Regions from separate parts of the Mus musculus genome. Here region 1 is linked to region 2. Evidence: chromatin contacts called from public promoter capture Hi-C data. All regions are on one chromosome and are shown on one strand. The core of a region is the stretch at or near the end of the contact, and the rest is flanking DNA. Distances in the headings are between cores, read along the strand shown.

Region 1 (2,700 bases), core at 188-2,687, 1.0 Mb after region 2:
GCCTGGGTCGGCCCGCGGGGATCCTGGAAACCGTCCCCGGTTTATCTCCTTTCATCAAGCGGCCTTGGGCAGCCTTGAAACCGCGGAGCCAGTAATTGCTTTTTTCAGGAGGCCCGGTGCGGACTGGATAACAGCCAATCAGCGCCTTGTTTACACTTAGTGATGGACAGCCCGCTGGCAAAGTGCCAACCAATCGTGACCGTTTTGCAGAAGCAAGGGAGGCGGGGAAAGAGAGGAGACCACAGATCTCAGATTTAACTCCTTTGTGTCCACGCAGGAAAGAGACTGGAAAAATCCAAAGGAATATAGCTGTGTCGATTGGCATCTACTTAAATACTCCCCCCCAACACACAGAGAAAAAGAGAAGCAGAAATTATGTATTCATCGCCACTAAGACATCACCTCTACTTCTTGAGAATAAATAACATTTGGGTAGGCAACCAAATTCTAACCGAAATATTTGCTTGCAGAATATTTTAAAAGCGCTTTGATTCTGATTATGATAAAGAGAATTGTTTAGAGGCTGTTTTCCATTGTAGAGAGAAATTTGCGAATATGCAGGGACAGGCCCTGAGAAATGCTAAGCATGGTTTTCACACCATGACAACCACCCCTAAAATTATCAAGTGAAGATATTTTTAAAATCTAGGGGCTGATAGAAAAAGTAAATCCTTATCTTGGCAACAGAGCCTCGATTTTCATTTCGATTGTTGCTACGCTGCAAAGTGTGGCGGAGGGAGATAATAATTGAGAGCGGACAGATAGATGGCTGGCGAAGAAAGGTACATCTGCCTCTCGGGCAGGGGGAAGAAGGGCATATATGGAGCCTGTGGGCATGCCTCAGGCAGAAGTGTATTCCTAGTTTGGGTGGGGGGCGCCTGGGAGTGGAGGTACATCAGGGTAACTCAGAATCTGCGCTTGGAAGTTGGGCCTACGTGCAGCAGGTTCTGCCACCTGCCAAACAGACCCTTGGTATGGACAGAGCATCTGGTTTACAGCGTGAGGCTATTTCTTCTTTTTTATTTTGTGCATAAAAACAAATAAAAATGCCCCAAACCTTACACCTGACAAATTATGGAAAAACAAAACCACAAGTCTCCCCTGGACACGGACACCCGTTCTCACTATCCCTAGCTCCTCTCCCGCCCTGCGCCACCACATTCCCATTCAGCAGCAATGATCTGCGCAAAGGAGCTGCGCAGTCGCTGGGCTTGAATTAGGCGCCATCAGGCTTGGTAGTAGCCCTGCTGCTCCCTGATTGGCAGCTCCCTGGCCCGGCGCCAGCCTATTGGGAGGCCTGTTTACGCCGAATGAGTGGCACGAGCTCAGGGCCGTGGAGGGCCGAGCAGCCAATCAGCGCTCGGGCTGCTCCGGGCTGAGTGGCACGAGCTTATTAGTATGCAGGGCCCGTGGCTCGCCGCGCCGGGCTGCAGGTTTGAGAGCCGCTCTGGATGGGCTCGCTAGAGTCGTTGTTGTGGAAGCCGTGCATTCACAGTGCAACAGTCAGCACATTGAAAATACCAATAGGAATACAAACCAAAGTCACATTTACTGATTTAATTGTATTGCATTCAATTGTATCCAGGAAACAGCCTCCAGTAAGTAACTCAAATTGCTTTCATTTTTAATTTTTTTTGCTATTTTTATTATTTTATTATATTATTTTGGTTTTTGGGGGTTTACATTTTTAAGCAAAAGAAATTCAGGATTGTGATGTTAAATAATAGAGCTTCCCTTTTAAAATCCGTTATGATGTTGAAAGGCTTTTTTTTAAAAGATGGACTATATATATGAGTACGATATTTTTTCTTCTGAAAAATTTTATCGATCGGTTTAAAATTCCCCCCGTAATGCGTCCTTGCTTTGCTCTGAGCGCTTGTTGTCTCGATCGACACCCTGCATTAAAAATAAATTATCGAGACAGGACAGAGACCGCCAAGCTTCGTTCAGCAAGAGCCTCGCGGGTAGCCCCGAATGGACAGTCAGTGAGAGCCCAGTTCTGGAGGAACCAGGAGCGAACCCCAATTATTTGCTCCCCCATCTTACTCCCCTCCCCCAGCAATCTTGAATGGGCTCCGCCCGGTCGTTCCGTGGCGCAGGGAACGGTCGGCTCTCCGTGGCCACGGCTTTCCGGGCCTCAGTGAAGGGACAGGAGATTAGAGGGGTACTGGCAGGTTTTCAGGTTCCGCTCCCCACAGACTTAATTCTTTTCAGAACATTTCCCTTTTTTTCCCTCTCTGGGGGAGTTGGGATGGAGGAGGGGGGCTGAACAGTGGGGCGTCTTCATGCTGCGCGTTCTGGGCAGCACGCGGGCTCAGGCCAAGACCCGCGTGGCGTGGTCCGGGGACCGGTCCATTTCCCAGAGCGGGGGTCTTGCACCACCCAGTCCCCGTTCCTAGCTGGGCTGATGGGGGGGGGGCGGGTTTCGCAGGGAGCGGGTTGTGAAGCGACGCTGGAGCCATTCGCTCCCGGCGCGCTCCTGGCTGCGGCCTGGCCTTGCAGGCCCCATTGCGCCCACCCGCGCGGGAAACTCGGCAGGAGGGAGCCCACGGACTCCAGAGCTTGGCCTCCACCGGAGGACAAAGGCGTCTCAGACCCGGCGTTTCGATGCGAAATTTGAAAACAAAGCAAACCTTGAGGAGCTGGGGGTACGAGTGCTGCCCAAGCCTCAGGAGGGTGCACAATTCTGGGGGTCACGCC
Region 2 (2,700 bases), core at 90-2,589:
TTGAAAGGTGTGTGGAAGTGGAAATTAACCCTTTCCTTTTTGGTCATGGTCTTCGACACAGAAAGAGAGCGGACTAGGACTGTTGGACCCTGTGCTGGGCACCACCTTACCGGTGTTTGCCACGAACCGCCTACTCTGAAGGACAGAAGTCCCCCGTTTACTTCTAAATGGATGGGAGCCTGTCTCTGCGACTCCTGACTTCTTTTCATGTTCCCGGAATTCTCCTCAAGCCACAAACCGCGCAGTTCATCTTTTATCTTGCTTTTTCTTATATCTTTAATGTTCAAAGAGCCACTTTTCATCTATCATATATCTACCTGGCAAAGCCTGGGAGCTGACTGTCCTCCAGTTTAGAGTGTACATGTATAGCGGTTTTATTACTGTGAATGTTTTTATGGGTGAATGATAAAAAGGGGCAAATCAACGATAACTTCATAATGCTGAGATATTTGGGGCCCTTAGCTGTGGCCCTGGACCTACACGTTCCATGTTCTCATCGGTGCCCTTCAGACATATCCATGCTGCACACCTGAGGAACACGTATGCATTCACACATAGGATCCAGGGATCTCACTACCACCGCTCCAATGGTTCAAGTCGTCACAGGCGCAGTTCAGGGAGAGGCAGGGGGTCAGGAGCTCCACTAGCCTCCTCTCTACACCGTCACCACCACCATATGAATAAACCCATGAATGACGCATAACAACACACAACCCATCTCCAATCAGAAACAGCAGGACTCTGGGAGACTGTTACCCAGCCCAGAAGTTCTCGCCGGGTGCATATGGCCTTACCCTTCTGCAAACCACAGCTTGTTTCCAAAGCCTTGAGAGTGAGCCTCCTGCAAGCAGCCTCCTCCCCTAGATACAGGCTCTGAGACTTCACCAGGAACCCCAGGCACACACACCCTGCTTCTGCTGCTATGGGAAGTGACTGAAGCTATTTAGAACTCCAGGTCCACCCCAGGGCTCTTCCCTAACCAGCTAGGGCCAGAGCTTGCCCAGGGAAGGGGTGAGCTGGGTTTGTGGGGAGGGAGGGGCTGTGGGGAGGGGGCAGTGGGGAGGGAGGGGCTGTGGGGAGGGGGCAGTGGGGAGGGAGGGGCTGTGGGGAGGGGGCAGTGGGGGGGGAGGGGCTGTGGGGAGGGGGCAGTGGGGAGGGAGGGGCTGTGGGGAGGGGGCAGTGGGGAGGGAGGGGCTGTGAGGATTGTTCCCTTGCCCTCTCTGAGTGTCTCTTCCCAGCTCCCTGCTCACACCAAGGCTTCTGCTGTGTTGGCTGCCATACCTGCCACCCTGTGGTGAGGAGAGCAAATGAGAGGCACAGCAGCCAGCAAAGCCCTGCCTAGGTCCTGTCTCTGGGGTTCTGGCTCTGACAGTAATTTTCTGCTCAGGGCCCATAAGTCATCCCTAACCCCAGCTGGGGAAAACTGCTGGCAGGAACCCAGAGAAAGAGAGCTGAGCAGGGCAGGCAACACTCAGCAGCCTGGGTGGCCAGCACCACACCAGGGCCAGTCTGGACAGAATGGCAGTCCTCAATCAACACTGCGGGTGGGGGTCTCCAACCTCTCTGTATGTGCAGGGAGCCCCCAAGACCTAGCTCTGCGGCACACAGGTCACGAATACCGGAGGCACACACGCGCTGCGTGCCGCACACACCACACCCCCAGAGCTCTTATCTGTTCTGATCCCTCTCCAGCTGCACAAATAAAGACACGTCAGCTGCCCAGGTTTCCAGCTCCGCCTCGAAACGCTTGCTGGACACCGTGAGCATGAAGAGTGGGGGTTGGGGAGCTCCCCACTCAGCAGCCCAGCGTTCGTCTGTCCAAGCGGCACTGGGTGATCAGAGCTAGTGTTCCCGGGCTGTCTCCAAGCACACTGTAGACTCTGTAGGGTACTTGTGCAGCTGGGCAGCCATGTCTCACAGTGCAGCCCTCCTTACCCAAGCTCTGGCTTCTCGCCACAGCCCCTACTGTCATGGCAAACCCTGCCTGTCCCATAAACAGGGCTTGGTTGGGTATCTATCCTCTATTGTCCCTTGGTGTGTCCTCCCAAGCCAGGGACCAGACAGAGGCTGATCTGTGATGTCATAGGCTCCTCTACACAAACAAGAAAGCAGGGACAAAGAACAGCCTCCGGTCTTTGGTGATCTAGAGGCCCTCTGGGAAAACTAGGACCCTATCCATAATTGAATTATTCCCTTGGACGCCAAGGTCAAGTCACCCTGGCTCCCCACCTCTTCAGGATGCAGCTGTTCCCTGCTAAAGGGGCCCTCATAGATCTGAGCTTCCTACTGCTGTGGCAGTGGCTGACGGAACTGGGGGTGGGGTCAAGTGAGCCCTTCTTCCCACCTGCCTTTCCTGTCATCGGAGAGCAGGCCCACTGGAGGTTAGGGGCAAAGGTTCTGTCCACCACACAGTCCCAATCCCTCCTCCCCAAGTCCACCAGCCTAAAACAGCCTACAGGATCCACCAGCATCCTGTGCCCTGGCCTCTTACCCATTTGTCACGGGGAAGCCTGCCAGGTGGCAGCAGGGCAGGAACATGGCAGCAGGCCAGCAGGAGTCAGAGTGGGTTAGCACGCAGCCTCACATTATATTTCCAGGATCCTGGTCAGACACCGAGCTCCTCCACATATCACGTGTGCTCAGTTCCACAAGTAGAGGGGTGCGGGAAGACTCCAGAGGGAGTCCCCAACAGGAGCACCA

What was found. Promoter capture Hi-C pulls out the DNA fragments that hold promoters and counts their contacts.
Region 1: a contact with region 2 is called in a promoter capture Hi-C map of liver, with 3 times the contacts expected there. The contact joins the promoter of Bahcc1 here to the enhancer-like site in region 2. A contact is called at or near these places in 6 of 39 promoter capture datasets (cranial neural crest, hippocampal neurons, liver and 2 more), 1 of 484 Hi-C or Micro-C datasets (liver) and 1 of 115 datasets of contacts at active chromatin or transcription factors (pancreatic cancer cells).

Annotation. Positions count from the first base shown.
Region 1 is chr11:120,231,510-120,234,209 of GRCm38.p6, forward strand. Bahcc1 (BAH domain and coiled-coil containing 1) reads left to right here and starts at 1,438. Exons shown (of 28, transcript NM_001347621.2): 1 at 1,438-1,598. It overlaps 2900052L18Rik (RIKEN cDNA 2900052L18 gene), which reads right to left and starts at 108. Exons shown (of 2, transcript NR_151480.1): 1 at 1-108.
Region 2 is chr11:119,213,817-119,216,516 of GRCm38.p6, forward strand. The region is part of intron 1 of Tbc1d16 (TBC1 domain family, member 16); the gene reads right to left. Among named protein-coding and RNA genes, the nearest start is that of Tbc1d16, 13 kb to the right of the region's middle. Within about 2 kb of position 1,340, at least 191 of the 459 cell types and tissues checked have an H3K27ac peak or open chromatin away from gene starts, as enhancers often do. A contact at or near this core is called in liver and pancreatic cancer cells, where this site is marked.